2 separate regions of the Zea mays genome follow, and region 2 is linked to region 1. The links are chromatin contacts, called in public Hi-C maps. All regions are on one chromosome and are shown on one strand. Each heading gives the region's core, a stretch centred on a gene start, on an enhancer-like site or on the middle of the called end of the contact. The rest is flanking DNA. Distances are from core to core; before and after follow the strand shown.

Evidence for each region. Hi-C and Micro-C count contacts between places; a contact is called where the count stands out from the background.
Region 2: a contact with region 1 is called in a Hi-C map of ear, with 3 times the contacts expected there. The contact joins the promoter of LOC103638882 here to the enhancer-like site in region 1. A contact is called at or near these places in 4 of 25 Hi-C or Micro-C datasets (ear, endosperm, tassel and 1 more).

The regions. Positions count from the first base shown.
Region 1 is chr9:115,682,986-115,686,447 of Zm-B73-REFERENCE-NAM-5.0, forward strand. LOC100383706 reads left to right here. Exons shown (of 10, transcript NM_001176343.1): 8 at 211-295; 9 at 497-553; 10 at 845-1,172. The coding sequence ends at 888. Among protein-coding and RNA genes, the nearest start is that of LOC100383706, 10 kb to the left of the region's middle. Within about 2 kb of position 1,591, at least 17 of the 20 cell types and tissues checked have an H3K27ac peak or open chromatin away from gene starts, as enhancers often do. A contact at or near this core is called in ear and tassel, where this site is marked.
Region 2 is chr9:115,784,401-115,787,615 of Zm-B73-REFERENCE-NAM-5.0, forward strand. It overlaps LOC103638882 (molybdenum cofactor sulfurase), which reads left to right and starts at 1,304. Exons shown (of 22, transcript XM_020544069.3): 1 at 1,304-1,844; 2 at 2,057-2,155; 3 at 2,259-2,317; 4 at 2,698-2,858. The coding sequence starts at 1,733.

The DNA of each region.
Region 1 (3,462 bases), core at 341-2,840:
TCCTGGAAAATTTTGTCTGTTATAATTCGTTGAATTATGAAGGTTAAACTTCAAACATGAGCCATTGGTTGATTAGTCAACTTTTCATTTGCATTTATGTTCCTGTAGAGATATGTTGTTCTGATCAATTATGCCATTGCTGCATCAGTATTATCTAATGTCTGTATACTGTAAATTAACTAACACCTTATGTATCTTAAATCCTCACAGTTTGGTGCCAAAATTTGTTTGCTGACATCATTTAAAGACACCTGTTTAATTGAGATAGTCCCTAGGGATCTAACTCCCACAAAAGGTAAGGGCTTGGCTACCCTGCTGCTCAGTTATCAGATGCTTGGTTCCATATCGAACTTCTCTGGCACCAGCATTGCAGCATCTATTCTGCTCTTGAGACAATTCTGCATTCAACCATTGCAAGATGCAAACCACAATAGTATATTTAGGTTCTGCAGGAATCATTACCACCTAATCCCAGTGATGGTACACATTTTTGCAGAGCTTTGGCTAAGCTTCTGGTGTGAAGTACACTACAATTCCTTGTATGGAATCGACGGTAAGTATTTTGCAGACTTGGTGAACCTCTGATTTGCATTGCAACTTTACATCATTATAAATTTACTTAAAAATGTTTCATCATTGATTTTTAACCAAATGTACTTATATCTTCTGTAATAATTCCTCGTTTCTGAATAGATTCTAAGGCCTAGTTTGGAAACTTAAATCCCGGAGCCTCCAGGATTGAGGAGAAAATTAACTTAATTTTCCCCTCCATCCCCTCAATCCCGGGGAGGGGATTTAAGTTTCCAAACTAGTGCTAAATGAGTTCCTTTTCTGCACATTGCAGATCTCCTGACCCGCAAGACGAAGAAGAAGCACTGGCTGTTCTAGGAGGGTTCTGAAGGATCCAAATTCTTTCAGCAGCTCCTGCTCTGTCCAGCCAGCGCAGCCTCTGTCTTAGTACTTACTAGTTGGCCAACACTGTATCATATCCTAAGTTGAGTCTAGGCTTTACGCTTTTATGTACAGTCGATCTAGATCTTGTAAAATTCCCTCAAGGAGCAACAGGAACTGTACAACTCTTAGATCCATGAGATTTTGGTGATCTCTCCTCCATGGGAATGATAGTGCTTGGGTGTATGTACATTATAAAAGCTACCAGGGGCATTTTGACGTGGGCGTTTGGATGCCATTCTCCATAATTTTTATTCTGAATTCGTAGAGTGGCCATTTCCAGGCATGGGGATCTGCCGGATTTTGCAGTATAATTTTTAGGATTGGAAAAGTTTCAATAACGTCACCTGTGACCCTGTTTGAGACAGTTCTGGCTCTAGAAAATCTCTAGAAATTTGAGGAGTTAGGGGGTGTTTGGGACTATTCACTCCACCTTTTATAGCTCTCCGTGGAGTAGCTCCACTATGGAGTTTGTAAAGTTTTTGAACTTTCTGGCTTGCACTAATTCTAGGAGACGTCATTCTTCACAGACATTTCATCAAACAACAGGCTCGTTGGGGGCACACATGTTGGCTAGATGCTGTCGTTGGCACTACCGTTCCTCTATCCTCTTTCCAAGACGCGTGCCAGATGTTGTCGTTGGCACTACCGTTCCTCTATCCTCTTTCCAAGACGCGTGCCTCCTATGTTGGCCACCTCGCTGTTATACGCGTAGATGTTGTCGTTGGCACTACCGTTCCTCTATCCTCTTTTCCAAGACGCATGCCTCCTATGTTGGCCACCTCGCTGTTATACGCGTGGCCACGGGCCACCGGCGATGGACACCGGGACGTGAGCACGCGATCGCCGTCGTCGGGAGAGACAACGCGAGTACGGTAGGTGGTTTTTCTGTTATGATATTCCATATCTCATCCACAGGCGGCCGGCCCAACTCTCATACGCACCCTGGCCCACAACCCTGATAGACACTCTTCCCCGCCCGACACAATGATTCACAGCTTTCCACCTCCTTCGCTCACCTCTTCTTCTCCAGTCTTCTCTGTCACTTGTGTCTTGGACGTCAGGCGTGACAGTTGCCCCCTCCCGAGAGCTTGCTTGTCCCTAAGCAAGGGAATGAGGAAAACGTTCCTGAAGCACGTAGAAATCCTCCCAGGTCGTTGAATCAGGAGAAAGATGACTCAGAATAAGCACCTGTGGCACAGCTCTGCCGCCCTTCTTCACCAAACGTCGGTCCAAAATTTCCTTAGGAACCACATCATGCTGAGCCAGATCCTGGTAATGAGGTAATGTGGTGAACACTGGCGTATAATTGCGAGTGAATGGCTTGAGTTGAGAAACATGGAACACATGGTATATTTGAGCAGTAGGGGGTAACTCCAAGCGATAAGCGACAGAGGCCACTTTCTCCAATACTTTGTATGGCTCGAAGAATCTGAAGGCAAGTTTGGGACATGGTCGAGACACCACTGACTGCTGGATGTAAGGCTACAGCTTGAGTAGAACCAAGTCGCCCACTGAAAACTGGCGTTCAGTACGCAACTTATCTGCCTGCATCTTCATACGGTTACGCGCAGCAGCCAATTGTTCCTGCGAAAGAGTCGTGAACACAGCTCTTTCAGACAACAAGGTAGCCACATCTTTGTCAGTTTCAGATGTCAACATCGGAGCGACAGCAAATGGTGGTTCGTAACCATAAAGAGCTTTGAAGGGTGAGCATCCCAGAGTAGTGTGGTAAGACGAGTTGTACCAGAATTCTACAATCGAAAGCCAAGACTTCCATCGTTGAGGTTGGGCATGGACAGCACAACAAAGATACATCTCCACACATTGGTTAACTCGCTCACTCTGACCATTGGATTGAGGATGATAGGACGTACTCATTACTCAAGTTCAACTTGGTGCCCAGCAGTTTGAACAAGTGAGTCCAAAAAGCACCGGTGAATATCCTGTCTCGGTCACTGACCATCGACTTGGGCAGTCCATGAAGTCTGACACTTGATCTAACATCACCTGAGCGGCCTTAGCTGCTGTAAAAGGGTGTTTCAGAGCCACGAAATGAGCATATTTTGTAAAGCGATCAACCACCACCAAGATCGTGTCGTACACTTCAGATTTGGGAAGTTTCTCAATGAAGTCTAATGTGATCTCTTGCCACGCCCCTTGAGGCATAGGTAGGGGTTGTAATAACCCTGGTGGATGAAGTGTTTCAACCTTAGCATGTTGGCAGACCTGACATTGATTCACGTAATCCTCCACATCAACTTTCAGACCCCTCCAATAGAATAACTTCTTCAGGCGCTGATAAGTGGCTTGGACCCCCCGAGTGCCCCCATATGGCACTATCATGGAGGGCAGCCACCAGTTTGGTTCGGAGGGCAGAATTGTCGCCAATCCAAATGAGGTCTCCTTTTCGGATCAATCCCTTGCTAAGATGATACCCTTGGCCATCAGGACTATGGACATTGAGCTGGGCCAAGAGTTGTTGGGCCTCTGATTTGTGAAGTATGAATT
Region 2 (3,215 bases), core at 54-2,553, 100 kb after region 1:
GGGCTCGAAACCACTTGCCCAAGCGGCATGGAAATTAGAAGACTCACATTTTTTTGTTTGATGAAGATGAAGCAATACTTTTTTCGCTTTGGAACCTTCAAGACTAATAATGGATCGCATGTGATGTTCTAGGAAGATACATGGTTTGGAACAAATGCTCTAAAAGACCAATACTCTGTGTTATATAGTATAACTAGAAAGAAGCACGTAACCATTGCCGACAACATAAGCTAACATCTTTTGGAGACGAACTTTGTTTGGGTCTAGATTGGTGGCATGGAATGAATTACTTTCACGCATCACTAACATTCACCTAACATGAGATGTGGACGCCTTCTACTTGGACATTGTCCCCGTGAGGACAATTCTATGCAAAGTCACATTATCAAGCATTGATTAGGCGTGAGGTACCAAATTTAAATAAAAGCATGTGGAATATAAAAGCCCCACTTAAGATCAAAATCTTTTTGTAGTATCTTAGGAGGGGAGTGATACTAACAAATGATAATTTAGCAAGCCGCAACTGGCAAGGAAACAAAATATGTTGCTTTTGTAATGAAGAAGAGATAATTCAACACTTATTTTTTATTGTTGGTTTGCTCATATGACATGGGCTTTAATTCACATGCCCTTCACGATATCTAAACCGTTTAATGTCTCCAATTTGTTTGGTACCTGGCTTAGTGACTTTGATAGAAATATTAGAAAGATAATCTTACTTGGTGGTGCTACAACATGTTGGTCTCTTTGGTTACACATGAATGATATTGTCTTTGAAAAGGAAACTAATTCTTCTCCCTCGCAGGTTATCCATATCATTGCTCATTGGCCTCGAATATGGGCTATTTTCCAGAATGCGGAGTTGCGACCTATGGTTGTGGAGGCTACACAATACTTGATGCGTCTGACAAATGACTTTCCCACGGATACATATGTGGCGGTCTAGTCTTCAGATTGATTATTATTAGAGTATGTGAGTTATCAAGTTTATTTGTTTCAAAGTTGTGTGCTTTTTAAGTAGAGACCGAAAGAAATTTTAAAGGCTTTATCTCTAGATGTAACGTGCTTAAAGTTATTAATAAAATATTCTTTTATCAAAAAAATTATAAACTATAGTTTTGTATTGGAGCTAGAATTGGAGCAATTTTAAACACCCCTTTACTTGGGCCATAGCACAACGTATCTACGTGCCATGCTTAGGTCTGGGGGCCTACATGGCCACCTGCCACGAGTTTGGCCCAGACCGGCCCATGCAGACAGAAGCGGTGGGGCAAGAGTGTATTCGGTCTCCTCCCCACGTCATCGCTGACGCTTGCAGAAAACGGAAGCTCCCCTATGCCCTATGGCCTATGGCCGCTCCATTGACCGTGGAGGTGGTGTGGAATATTGCGTTGCTTGCGCGAGCTCTTACGCATCTTCTTCTCTTCGAGCCTTCCACAGTTCTACCTCCCGCCCGCTGGTCCCTAGCCGTCAAGAGATTCCACGCTACTGGCTTTCTTGCCCCACGCCGTATGGTTATCGTCCAGCACGAGCGGAGAAACTGAAACACGATCCCAACCAATTCAGAACCCGATTTGGTGATCACCTCCATTCTCGGTAGCACTTAATTCCAGGGACAGCAATAAGAATTGCTCCTCTCCAAGTTCTTTTGGAGCGTAATCTTATCCGTTTGGGTCGGATTGATATTTGATAACTTGATTGCCATTTGGGGAGTTGCGGGAGAGAGAGAGAGATGGGCCAGAGCAAGGCGGAGTTCTTGAAGCAGTTCGGTGGGGACTACGGTTACCCGGACGCGCCTAGGGGCATCGACGAGCTGCGGGCCGCCGAGTTCAAGCGCCTGGAAGGTGTGATTTCGCGATCTCCTAAATTCATTCCGCGACCTTCTTTTATTAGGAAGTTTGAGCTTTGTTGATGTGGCTAAGAGGAGTTATGTCAATTTTGACGACGTGACTGAGAATGTATTTCGTTAAGAGGATAATTTTAAGCTTAACATGTATAGAAGTTTGCAGCTTGCTACTTTGCTAGTTTCTAAAGATGTGTTTGTTTTGAGGAGCAGGGATGGTTTACCTGGACCATGCTGGTGCGACACTGTACTCAGAGGCACAGATGACGGATGTTGCTAGAGACCTTATGTCTAATGTCTATGGGAATCCTCGTATCCTTAAATTTGGGAGGTCTGTTCACAAGAGATTGTTCTTTCGTTGATATGCATTTCCTTTTAAAATTTATTGTGGTTGTGTTCTTTGACATGCCTTAAGATAGCCAGAACGATTCAAGCATGGCTACAATCGATGCTGTTACTTCTGTGCGGCATCAGGTACTGCATATTATAAAAAAATGGACCTATCATTTCTTATGTTTGTATTTTCCATTATGGAACTTCTTTTTTCTTTTTGAAAATCAGCTAGCACTGCAGCAGTTCGTTTAAGAAAGCCAATGCTAGTGATTGGCATCCGTTACTGATATTATGCTAACAAGTCACAACAACTATTTACATGTCTATTTCAGCATATGTTCTAAACTAGAAATACTCAATTACATATAATTGAAGTTGAAAAGGAGTATGGATATAGTTTTCATGCTTCACTCTGATCAAAAGAACTGTAAAATGGTGCTAACGTTGTACACAATTGTATGCACATGAGAGAAGTTGCAACCAGCCTTTTCTTGCTTATGATGCAAACTTTATCCTCACAGGTCCTAAAATACTTCAATGCATCTCCAAGGGACTACAAATGTATATTTACATCAGGGGCAACAGCAGCCCTAAAACTTGTTGGTGAATGTTTTCCATGGAGTAGAGACAGTTGCTATATGTACACAATGGAAAATCATAATAGTGTTCTTGGGATAAGAGAGTATCCTACCATGGTTTACAACTCTACTTATTGACTAGTTAATGTATATATCATTATGCAAGTACATGCTCCAATGATGCAATGTATCATCATTGCTTGATCTATATATATTTATACTCCGACGCCCTCAGAAATATGGCAAAATAGTTATTTTTCCTTTCTACCCCCCTTTATCAGTAGGTTCTATAAAACTCTCAAAAGGGCAGACTCAGTGCTGGAGGCTCCCACATGAGTGGTGTCTGAGAAAGGGATAAACCAAGGCAAATGCGGAGAGGCTGTTTCAAACCCGCAATATGGTGACTCAGTGAGACAACTGTCACCACTGCACTAGGCCTGCCCTTCTCTATAAAGCTCTCA